Regions from separate parts of the Astyanax mexicanus genome. Here region 1 is linked to region 2. A link is a contact called in public Hi-C data. All regions are on one chromosome and are shown on one strand. The core of a region is the stretch at or near the end of the contact, and the rest is flanking DNA. Distances in the headings are between cores, read along the strand shown.

What was found. Hi-C and Micro-C count contacts between places; a contact is called where the count stands out from the background.
Region 1: a Hi-C map of muscle shows a contact between it and region 2, with 5 times the contacts expected there. The contact joins the promoter of mgat3b here to the enhancer-like site in region 2. A contact is called at or near these places in 2 of 3 Hi-C or Micro-C datasets (both in muscle).

The regions. Positions count from the first base shown.
Region 1 is chr5:32,325,784-32,332,676 of AstMex3_surface, forward strand. mgat3b (beta-1,4-mannosyl-glycoprotein 4-beta-N-acetylglucosaminyltransferase b) reads right to left here and starts at 3,331. Exons shown (of 3, transcript XM_022675528.2): 1 at 2,800-3,331.
Region 2 is chr5:32,243,106-32,249,978 of AstMex3_surface, forward strand. No RefSeq gene overlaps it. Among protein-coding and RNA genes, the nearest start is that of LOC111193745, 21 kb to the left of the region's middle. Within about 2 kb of position 4,631, the one cell type or tissue checked has an H3K27ac peak away from gene starts, as active enhancers do.

The DNA.
Region 1 (6,893 bases), core at 2,081-4,580, 81 kb after region 2:
GCGGGATAAATAAAGCTAAAGGCATAAACCAAGGATGGAAAGTAGTGTTGTAAAAATGAATGATTGCTGTTTGGGGCCATGAAACCGCACAAACATTATAAATTGAGCTTGGTGGATGCAGATATGGCCTATTTAATGTGACATGATTAAAGCTCGGCCTGCCTTTTTCTGACCAAAATTAGGCTATTTATGTTCGCCTTGATTTATCCAAACAGCCACAGAAACTCTGGAACTCTGGAATGGATGAGCTTAGTCCAGATGCTCACAGCACAATGTAATCATATATACTGAGTTTTTAGAAAAATATAGGGGTCAGGGTCATGTGTGTACCCTGACCATCACAGCAAGTCTCTGTAACCTGCTTTCTCAAGGAAAGCTACAGAATAGCAACCTGCCTCAAAACTTCAAACCTGTTTGTTGTGTAAGATGTCAAGAAGGTCTTTAAAAGGAAGAAAAATCTGCATAGGAAAATGTATAGTTTGAAGTGGGCTGATGTGAAATATGCCATTCTAGAGAAAATGACAAGAAAAATGGCAAAAAGAAAAAGTTTAAAGAGTTTAATACCCCTATCTAAACTCCCTCACAAAGATTATGAATGCACTGCTCAATGTCTGAGATGCTGTTTTAGCCTAAAATATACATTCAAACATACACTCAAAGATTCCTTGGCCACAGACTAAATCAGTGCCTTGTTCATCCACTAGACAGTACTACACAGACGCAGACACTCATTAAAGCCAGTGTTGTATTCTGCTCTGTGTGCTAGCCACTCTGTCAGTCTACTGTTGCTGTTTTTAGCTAATTTTTATTTACTTGATCTATCTATAAACGTACATATAGAATGTAGAATGTGTAAAACTAATGTGCCTTCTGGAGAAAGCAGAGTAAAGGCTTTTAATATCATTAACCATATACCCTTCTTGAGATTGCATCAACAAGCCCTTTTTGGTTGTGCTTTCACTTTCATGTCCCTCACAAACTGGAGGCACTCCATTTTAACCTTAAGCTTGAACTATTTTATAACAAACAAATTACACAATCACTACTGCAACTTTAATGTGCAAGTTATGTTTTGAGTTTTGAGTTACTATGTTGGGCTCTAAAACAAGGCCCCTGGGCTTCTCTGCTGTAGCTTGGCCCCGTCACTGGCTTTCAAAGCTGGGATATGCAAAGGGAACTGTACAAGTGTTTAATAAATATGTGATAGTAACAAGTCAATGGCTACAAATACTGCTACTAATGAGTTTTACCTCATTTTCCACCTAAAATACATTTGAAAATAAATAAATATCACAATACAAAGTGACTCATGCAGTCATGCAGTCACCCTGGGTTGGAAGAAGAAATCTGTACATAGAAGTTTAATACTGATTCTTAGACTAAGAGTACTAAGAGTACACATAAAAAAACAATCCCCAAACAAAGAACAACACCAATACCAATTCTAATACTAGTACAGTCACTATTACAACTGCTCAAAGGCCCTATTACAGTCATAATAATAATAAACAATAATAGAAGGGGTCTGTTGCCCCCATGACCCAAGGGCTGTTGTTTGTTGAATGCCATCATCAAATTTACACTGCATTAAATTAGACTTATATAATAATAATAATAATAATAATAATAATAATAATAATAATAATAATAAATGCCGTTTATTATTAAGTAATGCTTATTTTTATCGTTATTATTTTTTTAAGCACAGGATTAAATGGAAAGGATCACTATTACTGTTACTACTGCTCTACTGCTAATAATAAGCCCTAAACTGTAATAATTACTACAGTCCTCTAAAATATACAGCTCTGGAAAAAATAAGAGTCCATTTAAAAATTATGTTTTGTTATTTTACCAAAATGAAACCCACTGGAATATAATCAAGATATCAAGATATCATCAAACCGAGCTAAACTCCTTGACGTTTTGCACCAGGAGTGCAGGCATAAAGTTATCCAAAAGCAGTGTGTAAGACTGGTGGAGGAGAACATGCCAAGATGCATGAAAACTGTGATTAAAAACCAGGGTTAATTCACCAAATATTGCTTGCTGGACTTTTGAAAATGTATGAATATGAGCTTGTTTTCTTTGCATTTTTTGAGGTCTGAAAGCTTTGTACCTTTTTCATTATTTTCACCATTTCTCATTTTCTGCAAATACATCTTTAAATGAAAATGTTTTTATTTGGGATTTGGGAGAAATGTTGTGCCTAGTTTATAGAATAAAACAACAATGTTAATTTTAATAAAACATATACCTATAAATAGTTAAATAAGAGATTCAGAAACTGATTGAAAAACTGAAGTGGTCTCTTATTTTATTCAGAGCTGCAAGTTAGTGACCTGCATTAATGCACATCCACAGGACGTTCATTATACATAAAAAAAATCATTATTTTTGATTTTTTAAATAAAATGTTATGCTCAGGCTTTACATAAAGCAGTGATAGTGAAAGTGAAAGTGATAGTACTATTGTTTCTGCTGCTAATAATAATAATCATTACAGCTATAGCTCCCTGTCATAATAATATTCACAGGCTGTTATAACCCATCCAAATGCAAATCCTGACCTGCCTGCTGCTGTACACTGTATTCTGAATCTCATCATGGCTCTGCTGAAGCACCTTCACATCATCTCCTCCCATCATCATCATCATCATCATCATCATCCTCATCCCCCATCCGCGCTGGATGAGGTGAATCCGCGCGGCTCCCCCTCTCTGGTACCCCACCGCCCGCCCGCACCGCCCGCCTGCCTCTCTGCCCCCCAGCAGCCCCTCTTATGCCGCCCTCACTCACCCATCGCCTGCCTGCAGCGGGGCTCTAGATGCTCGGCGTTGCGGATGAGGCGGTGATCCGGCGGTCAAACAGCATCCCAGGTCTGATTTTCTCCCGCAGCGCGGAGCCTTTGTTCGGTGTGCGGTTTTAAAAAGCACCGCAGAGTCTTCACGGCGGAGCCCCGCCTCGACACAGCCGGTCCCGCTGTCCCCAAGCCCGGCCGCGGCCCATCCCGGAGCCGCGTTGCCGATGCGGAGAGGAAAAGGGGCACCCCCCTGGGTCTCTCTCTCTCTATCTATCCCTCTCTCTCTCCTTCCCGCTGCAGCGATTCCTGACGCTTTCACGGCTCGATCTCCTCCTCTTCTCCTCCTCGCCTCCTCACGTTCTCCCGCTCTCCTTTACCCCTCTCTCGCTCACGAGCTCCGTGTGTCCGTGCGGCTACTAAACACACGACGCCCTAATCTGCGCGTGCGGCTCTCACTCACTTTCCGTTATTTTTGCGTTTCTCCCTTCAAAGATCACGCGAAGAGGGGGCAGGAGGAGGAGGGGGTACAGCAGCTGCAGCTCCTCCCCGTTCTGCTGCTTATCGCGCGTTTTTTTATGTCCCACCCGCATTCAGACAAGCCACGCCCCCGTACAGTACGATTGGTCGTGCTGTGCTTTAACTGTGCTGCGATTGGCCAGTACGACCTTTTCCTTTCTTTTGGTTTGTTTTGCTTTCGACAGCCTCCAAATTTAGCATTAAACAAATTAAAGTAAATTATGAAAACGAAAAAATAAAATACTATATTTTTGTTACATACATACTGTACAGTTACATACAGTACCAGTCAAAAGTCTGGACACATGTCTTCTCATTCAATGTGATTCAGTGTTATCTTTCTTTTCATGATTTTGTACACTGTATATTTAATGTTAAAGACATTAACTTTTATGGCACAACATTTTAGTTTTTTACATAATACTATACCTTATTGTCTTATGTATTTGATTATTTATTTTTAATGTAATGTTACAAGGCATATCTACATCAAGTACAGTATATGTGCAAGAATATGCAAAGAAGTATTTTTGGCTGTTCATTTTTTTTGTAAACTTACTAAAACTGACATTTTTTATTCAATGCCCAGGTAGCTAGAACACAACTACAAGTTTTGGGTGCTTCCTTGCTCTAAAACATGCAGTTGTGTTCTAGCTACCTGGGCATTGAATAAAATTTTTTCAGAAATGATAATTTCCCTTTAAAATGAAAAAGGTCTCATTTAATCGTTTTTTTTTTCTTCATTTTTTCAGGTGGTCTCTAGTGTGAATGAATGACCTGTGAGCTGGTTCTTGTGGAAAAAAAATTATCCGTTTCTCCGGTTTCAGGCTTTTTTAGTTTAGTGGCAGACGAACGTCAGGATTTCGGCTCTTACTCATTAATATTCATGAAATGCAAATATCCCGCCTCTGATTGGCTAACAGCACTGTGACACTCCCTCTAGGACTCTGCAGTGGGTGCTCACGAGCCAAAGTGGGCAAGGCCATAAATCCTAATTTACGGGTTGACCTCAGTCCGTAGGATTTTCCTGATTCACTTGTTTTTCTGTCTATTTTCTTTTATTGGCTAATTCAGGCAATGGGGGAAGAAGAACAGTTTCACATGCAGCATGAATATGCAACTCAGATTACATACATATTAAATAATTCCATATTATGTTCAGAACAAATATTCTTTCTGTTTTGCACAAATACATAATTAATCAATTAGGTTTAATACAGGAGAAAAGTATAATGCATGCAAACACTGCTCTTCATCAGTGGGACAGACAAGCCCCGCCCCCAACCACTCTTGCCTCTCTCTGAACTCAGCTAGATCCGAAGAGGCGGGACGTCAGTATTCCAGAACGGCGGTTGGCTTGTGGGTGCGAACGGCTAACCAATTGGGGCGCGAGAGAGGCGGGGCTTGTCGGAATATGGGTGGGGGAGAAAACAAATTCAACGCTCATCACACCCAGGCAGGGGGAGCGCGGGCTGGGGTGAATAACAACAACATACGTCACGAGCCCCTCTATTTCCCCCTCTATTTCGCTTTACAGTTAACGAACTTGTAAACGTATCCCACATACGTTGACTCAACGGTCATTTTTTTTTTCCAGCGCACATTGAAAACACATTGAAACAACATTGACCCCCGGTGTCAGAATAGGTTTATTTGTTTACATCGATTTTACGTTGATTTAACATTGAGTTAACGTTATAGTTGTATATACAGCTCTAAGAAAATTGAGAGACCACTTTAGTTTCTGAATCTTCTCTGATTTTGCTATTTATATGTATATACGTACATGTTTGAGTAAAATGAACATTTTAGAGACATTTCTTCCAAATTCCAAAAATGGTTTGATGGTTTGTGATTATCTATCTTACTCTTGATTACATTCCAGAGGTTTTTATTGTGGTAAATTCAAAGATTTTTAAGTGGTCTCATTTTTTTCCAGAGCTGTATATGGTTTGTATAACACGTTACTTAATGCAATAAATATGTATATATTGTTTGTATTCTGTTCTTAAAGCTTGTCCTGTAATATTGCAGTGTTTGTGGGAAGCACCTTTCTCCTATAAGCATTAATGCAAGTGTAGATTCAGAGCCCTAACCATTCAAAACCTTTAAATGAAAGTTGATTCAGTGTTCATTTAGAATTTTAACATTAACTACTGCATATTGGGCACTTTTTTAAGTTTAAAGTGATTTAAAGTTTGTATTTCAATTATCAACCTTAAAAAAAGTAATGCAACCAAAGCATTAACTTTTATGTAACGTTCTTTACTATCAGAGATATAGCTAATTGGACAACTGTACCTTGGGGCTGGGCGATGTGGTAAAAAAAATCTTAATATCCTAAAAATATTTGAGCGATTCTTGCTTATGATTTAATTTTTTTTAAAGTTCTTACATAACAACTGAAATAAACATCAGTTTTATTATTTACCAAAAAGTAATATATCCAATTGAGCATTTTAACTTGGGCGATATAGTAAATAAATGAAATCTCAATTTTCTACAAATATTTAAGTGATTTATGATTATGATTTCATTTTTTTTTGTTCTTACATAACAACTGGATAAAATATTACTTTATTATTTTTTTTAATTAAAGATGTGCCATAGTGGTGCTATAATATTAACAAACAGCACAATTTAGAGCATTCAAACATTTTCTTTTCATCAAACTAATTTATTTTACATTTACATTTACATTAAGAGTCAAAACTGTACAAGCACAATAAAACCTGTATGAAACAAGCCAACAGCAACAAAAAATAAATTTTAATTTCACATTTTTTAAAAACTGTACGCAGCTCCCTTCAAGCTTACATGCAGCTTTTATATTAAACAAGGTACAAAGATAATCTCCTTATATTTTAGACATACAAGCCTATCTACCAAACCAACACAACACAGTGAGAATAAACCTTAATCTATTTGGATTTGTCAATTTAAAATGCTATTTAAAACTCTGCTTAGATTTGGGACCAAGTAAAATCCACACATCCACACATCTGCACATCCCCATCTGCCAGTTTAACAAACTGTCATGATTCACAACAGCTTACCAAGATTTACAGAACACACAACACACAAAGCTGCTAAATTCTGCTGTAAGGAAAACTTCCAACTTGCAACTGTTAGGCTCTGATTTATTAGAGCACCTGAATACAGTAGAAAGGCATGTCGCCTTTAGTTTTTAAGAACTTGTGGTATCACAATATTTAAAATGAAAAAAAAAAAAACAACAACACTGATTTTACTTCTTCTTATTATAATACAATTATAATAATCTTTTTTCCCCCACACTAGCACATAGCACATAGCAATAAAACTCCTGAATAAAGTAACACTTTCCTGAGCAATCTCAAAGACAATTCTGAGAAACCTGCTTATTTTCCTCCTCCCAGAAGTAAGATGAACTGTTTTAATAGAGCACAACAATCAGCTTACTGAATTCTACTGCTGGATAATTCTTTGCATAACCTTGACATAAAATTATTTTTATTCCATACTCTCATTCCATCGTTTATTTAATTTCTTGTTGTGGTCTCTTGTATAAATGAATGCCACATAAGCCATTTTT
Region 2 (6,873 bases), core at 3,381-5,880:
TGTCAAACTATTTGTGATGTAGCTTTTAAGCAGCATTTTACTCTTCAGACGTCCGGTTCCATTCAGCACTACTGTGAGCCTGTAAGTTTCTCCATAATGGCAGAATAATGCATAATGTAATTCTCACCTTAAACTAAAAACACACAAACTGAATGATTCTAATCATGTCCTCGTATTTAAATTATACAGACAATTTATGAGAGAAATAAGTGGAATTCCCTTCTAAAATACCTGATATATCTTTTTTTTACACAGGATTTGACATGCACACAAAAAAACAAAAAAAGAAACATAAAAAAAGAAAAAGCTGCATCACAACATGTAGGGTGTATGTACAGATACAAATCCCTGATCGATTTTAAGCGGGCCTCAAAATTCACAGGTACAAAACAAACCAACCAAACAAATCCAAAGAAAATGATCATTAAAAAAAAAATTGAACAAGTGCGTAACAGATATGTTTCAGTAATGTCTTTTCAAACTGTACAAATACATCATGAAGAAGGACAGACAGGAAGGAAGATGATGTCTACAGTGACAGTGCTTCAACATATACGATACTGCTGGAGTATCAGTCCAACCCAATAAAATAAAATCAAATAAAATACAATGCATACAATAAGACAATAATCACTGATAAAGGTGAATGTAAACCCTCCACCACGTAATTAATGTTTTTTCTCTTTCCATATAATAATTTTTCCCTTTTTGTTAACAGAGACAGACAGGACAGTAATAACTTAATAATAAGATAATAAGATAATTCATGTAAACAACAACAAGGACATTTTTACAACAGCGAAACAGCTTGATAATCATTCAAAAATCAAAAATAAATCAGCAAATAAAAAAAACGCAAACCTCAAAATGGGAGGACGCTTTGCAGACAAAAGGATGGAAGATGGAGAGTGGAAAGACAAAGACAGGAACGAGAAAGACGGAGAAGGAGAGAGAAAGAGACGCCCCCAGTAAAGCTCCATTATAGCATGTTTTTGGGAGTCATTTTCTAAGTGATTTTTCATCCGCAAGAAAGAAGGAGAAAAAAAGCGCAGATCTGGGCAGAAGCCAGTCGCCTCTGGCTGTTTCTCTTTCACCTCGCGACTCGGGCTAGGCAACGATTACATTACAACAAACAAAGGAGAACCTGTTTCAACTCACCAGGCCTTCATACGAGGCCTTCTTATGCTAAAAAAGAAAAGCATGATGGCACTTCTATCAAATGGAGTGAAAAAAGCAGATGTCCTCAGGAAGGAGGAGATACCACTTATTTTTTTCCTGTTACTTTTTACTCAACCTTTATTTAAAACTGCAAGCATATTATAATTAGGCTTATATATTTCATTATTCAGTACTTAATCATTCTGATGTATTCTTAATGTCTTACAACCATCAACCTTCAAGCATAACATTATGACCATGCCCTTGTTACTGCAACCATTGTCTGCTTTATTATATACTCCACATATTGAAGCACCACATACAGTAGACTGTAGTTCTTCTGTTTCTCTGCATACATTATTATTATCCTCCTTTCACTCTGTTCTTTAGTGGCCTGGACCACCAGAGGACCACCACAGGGCAGGCAATATTTGGGTGGTGGGTTACTGTTTACTGCAAAAGATCCATTCTCAAAAACTAGAAAAATATACATAAAATGAGATATATGTTTATATATTAAGCAATAAAAATCATACAAAATTATTTTCCGGCATAAATTGAGACACTACAGCCATAATAACGTGTATTTTGATTTTTGTGCTTATTTTGTTTTGTTTTGTGCGACATAAAATAAGCTGTATAATTTTAAGTAAGGCTGATAAAGATAATTATTCCTAAAATGAGCTAAATAATCGTACACTTACACAATGCTTTGTAATACTAAAATTCTCATCAGAGAAAATAAGTAGATTTATTGCCAGGCTCCGAGTGATCCTGCGGACTAAAGCGCTGCCACTATAATCAGGAGATTGCCAGTTCGAATCCAGTTCATTTAGCTTGCCATCGGCTACAGAGAGCCCTGAGATGGAACAATTGGCCATGCTCTCTCTGGGTGGGTAGATGGCGCTCCCTCTCAACATCACTCCAGGGTGACGCTAAGCACAAGGGCTCTCCTGGTGTGTTGGGGTATTACTAGTGATAGGGGAAGTCCTAATGAGTGGGTTGGGTAATTGGCTGTGTAAATTGGGAGAAAATGGGACAAAAAAAATTATAATAATAATATTTATTGTCATGAAATAGGATCATTTCACACGTTAGGATTTCTTTGTGAGGAGTTTAAAAACTCCAGCAGCACTGCTGTGTCATAGACTAACACACCACCACTATGTCAGTGTTACTCACTGCAGTGCTGAGAATGACCCACCACACAAATAATAATATCTGCTCTGTGGTGGTCCTGTGAGGTCCTGAGGATAACAGTGTTGAATATGCAGAGAAACAGATACAGGACATTCTGTAATTATAGGACTACGACGTGTCCAACATTGATCATTTGTGTAGAAAAAATTAGGTGGTCATAATGTTTTGCTTCGCCAGTGTGTAACAGACATAATTGCATTTTGCATTGGCATCAACAGGCTTCATACAAGGCCTTCTAATGCTCAGTAAAGCATGATGGCATCTCTATGACATGAGGAGCTGAATAAGCTATAAGAGTCTTCAGGAATAAAACACTAACTCTCACTTGTTTTTGACTTTTTGGAGTAAATAAATGTTTTAAAAACTTCATAACTTCATAAAACACACTCCTGTATGATAAGATGTCAGATAATTAGATTGTTTATAAGGCCATTAAGAGGAATGCCACGATTTTATTCTTTGCCACACTGTTGAATTGCACCCTTTCATTATCTCATTCTGACTCCCTCGCTCCCTCACTCCCTTCCTGCCTCTCTATCAGAGCGATACCACTGATGCCAGTCTTCACCCCGTCCTGCCAGCCCACCCGAAATCCCTGAAGAGGAAAACAGCCTCTCTAATCTATAAACAACAATCTCGAAGCTATCTCGAAGCCTGCATTCCAAACTGGACACATCAAGACCTCAAGCCCTTCCTTCCTTCCTTCTCGAGAACTGTGAGGTCTCCTTGATTTGGACTGGATGTGTAATTGTATATCTCTGAGAGGCTGGCTGAGCGAGGCTGTGTCATGCTTCTGTAAGTGGGGAAGAAACCAGGCAGAGGATTTGGGTCTACAATGGGCCTAGAAGAATTAGTTGTGTACTGTTACTTTTTAATCAATTTGTTTAATCAAACGTTAAGCAAGCTTTTTATGAGGCTATTCAACTTAAAAGACCCATTTTTTTCTTCATTTTGCTTTTTGATGTCAACATTTAAACAATTTGTGTGGGTCTGTGTACCAAAAAACATCATTTATAATTCATAATTCATCATTTTATCTCTCTTTGGGACGGAGTGGTCATAAAAAAGTAATGAACAAGGAAGCACAAAAAATAAACACTGCAAAACCTTACTAAAGATAACACTTTACAATAAGGGTACATCAATTAACAGTATCTAGAACAGTAAAAACATTGTTAAATATTTAATTAAAGTCTCAACTAATTATTAATTGACACTATTACATTACATTACTATTACTTAGACATTAGTTAAATAATGTTGTAATGATTAATTAAGTCTAGACTAGTGTCAATCAATAACTAATTAAGACAATTTTTCTTAATAAGTACAAAGTTCATTAATGTACCCTTATTGTAAAATGTTACCTTATCTTAAACAGGTACAATCCTCTTTAATGTAGTCTTAATATGTAATATTTCTTAATATCTCATTTTGAAAAATATTATAGTAATTTTATCAGATTTATTACTTTAAATCCACTTAATTGTTTTAAGTGTTTATCTCACATAAAATAAGTGTTGTTTTCAGTGGAAATTATTGCTTAAAACAAGTAAACATATGTTAGAAATACATGGAATAATCTTATAGTATTCTTACAACAATGTTAATGAGAAATACAACATATTTAGACCAGATTTATGAGAGGATTTCACTTGCAAAGATATAAAGGAATTACAAGAGATTTTTGTTGATTTTATTGTACACTGTATGAATTTTTGATTATGCCTATTTTGCCTATTTTGATTATGCCTATTTATGTGATATTAGTGCTGGAAGTATTAAAAAAATTGGGTCAGTAGGAACCTTTTAGATTAATACCAAAACAATAAGGTTTTAATAATAATAGGTGGATTATAAGAACGACCGCTAGGACCCACTAGGTTCCTCATGTGAAACAGACTAAAAGGGAGGTAAGTCCACAAGCGTTTGGTTGTTTTGGAAGGAATAAAAGCTCTCCTTACGCTTGTATTCTGTTCAAAGGTGACTCACTTGGCCGACATGGCACCTGCTTAGTGGATTTCCAGCTGTGCATTTCCCACAGTAATCCAGTGCACATGAGTGAATGTGCGTATATCTCTCTAACGTGTGCTAATAGTGTTAGATCCTGGGGAGCACACACTAAAAAACACACACACACACAGCACCTCTGCACTGCAGTGGTGTGAAAAACACCCACCACCCACTACACCCCCCACGGGCAGATGTGAGTGGACACTGCAGCCAGAACCTAAACGCAGCAGCTTAAGAGGCCGCAGCAAAACAGTTCTTCTTAATCCTCTTGCCATGCCGCTCACGCCGGCTCAGAGAAACCCGCCCACATGGGGAAACATGAAACTGCGTCAGCGCACACAGGCTGCGGACACACACCACTAATAGAGAGAACCCACCATAAGAACAGAAGGACAGAAGATCCATGCGTGTAATAGGGATCAAGGTTCTTTACGCCATTTAATTACATTCTTTGACCATGCTGGGCAAAGTGACACCAGCATGATACTGTATAATATACTGAATCAATAAAGGTGCTTTAGTTGGTTGGTTTTCTTGAACATAAACCAATGTGCAAACCTTTACACCAATGGACGGTTTGTTAACACTTTTAATTCAGATTTAGCATAAATGTCAAGATTTACTGATTGTTCATCCCTGAAATACAATTATAAACCATTAAACTACAGCAGATTTGGATTGTAATTCTTTAGCTGCATCGTTAAAGATAATTTCTCTCTGTTGACTACATATCATTTGTGTTTAATTAAAGGAGAAATCTAGTAGAAAACTGACTTGAGGTGTATTCAGTGGAAATACATGTTTCTCTACACCCCAAGTCCATTTCACTACTGGATTTCTCCTTTAAAAACAGAAGCATGCTGGTTTTTCTTGCTTGGGTGCAATGCAGGTTTGTTTATGTGCTGAAAAATTAAATAATTAAATAATCTAATAATGTGTCCACTGAGGTGGTCAAAACATCAGTATTAGTAGGACAAAAAACTACAGTTCTTAGATCATTTTTGTGTGCTACATTTTCAGAAAAAAAAAAGAAAAATGGAAAGGAAAAAAAAAACTTTTTTTTTCAGTGACCAACACGTCTCAAAGGCTTAATGAGTTCCTCACACTTATTTCACATCTCTATTAAAAGCCTGGTTTATTATGAAACCAAGAGTTATTCTTTAATGGCATTTTACCTCTCGAGAACCTTTGGCAACCCCTGTGGCTACACAGTATCTTTTTATTTTTATGATTGTAGAGTAGTGACATATCGGGAGCAGTGTCTTGTGTACATACTAATTAGAAATCTATGGTGGGTTAAAAAAGTGTACTCTTTTGCTGGCTGGAAGTATTTGGTTCACAGTTAAACAGACACTAAGAGAACAGATTTTAGAACAGCCATACTCTTTATCTCCCCTTAGGTTAGAGAGATACTTGCTGTTTGGTTATGGGTTCATGTAAACAACCGCTTTGTTAAAGTGTTACTGGAGGCTTCCACTAGAGGTCTCCACTTACCACTCCAGCAAGCACAAACACATCATTTAGATGCAGCTAGCCATTCTTAAAAAAAAGTCATGTCAGAGAATCTCTAATAGAGAGCACAATACCCACTGGAGAATCAATTCTGAGTGAGAATCTGACTCAGAGTCAATGAAAGGATTCATATGGAGCAATTAAGCAAAACCAGAGTTTGTTAATCTTTAATTAAAAATTTACTATTTTTTCAAAACAGAACAATAATGAATGTTTCAGCACCACAGAAATATTCATTAAAGCTTTTAAACTTCAGTTTTAAGCATTTTAAACGTGCTTTGGCTGTTACTTTAGCTTCAGCTAACCTGCCAGTCAGCTCAAAGTAGCAGCAATACTAGCACCTTCTACCTAAAACCTGTTTGCTGTAGAAAAATGTAATGACAAACGTAGGTAAATTCTTGTTTTTTTTTAGTGAAATACTTTATTTTAAATTCCAAAATGAAAGGAAAATCCTATCCAAGTTATTAGTTACAATTTTTATTTGAGATTAGCCTATTAGCTCCATTTACTATCATTCGCATGCTCCCTCTAGTGGTTTGCAGTCATTTTCTGATATAACAGGGGAGATATGAATACAGGATATATATATATATATATATATATATATATATATATATATATATATATATATAGTGCAGCCCTAAACATGTGTACGTGAATGTGTAGTTAACAGCAAGCATCTCTCTCTCTTTCTATCTCTCTCTGCCTGTCACTTATATCGAATAGGCTGCCTTTACAGGCAGGGTAGGGCATCGTCATGGAAACAGTGGCCCAGCCTGATGCAACGGAATGGAGATACACACGGGCAGGCGGGCACGGAGCTGATCAGGCGCCTTCACCCTTCAGCATGTGCGAGTGTGTGTGTGTGTGTGTGTGTGTGTGTACTGTTGGGGGTGAGGGGCAAATGCCAGACATAGGAAATAGATCCCACTGACATGAGGAGCAGGTTATTTTTGGCCTGTCTGTTAGGAAGACCTCAAGGAAGGGGAG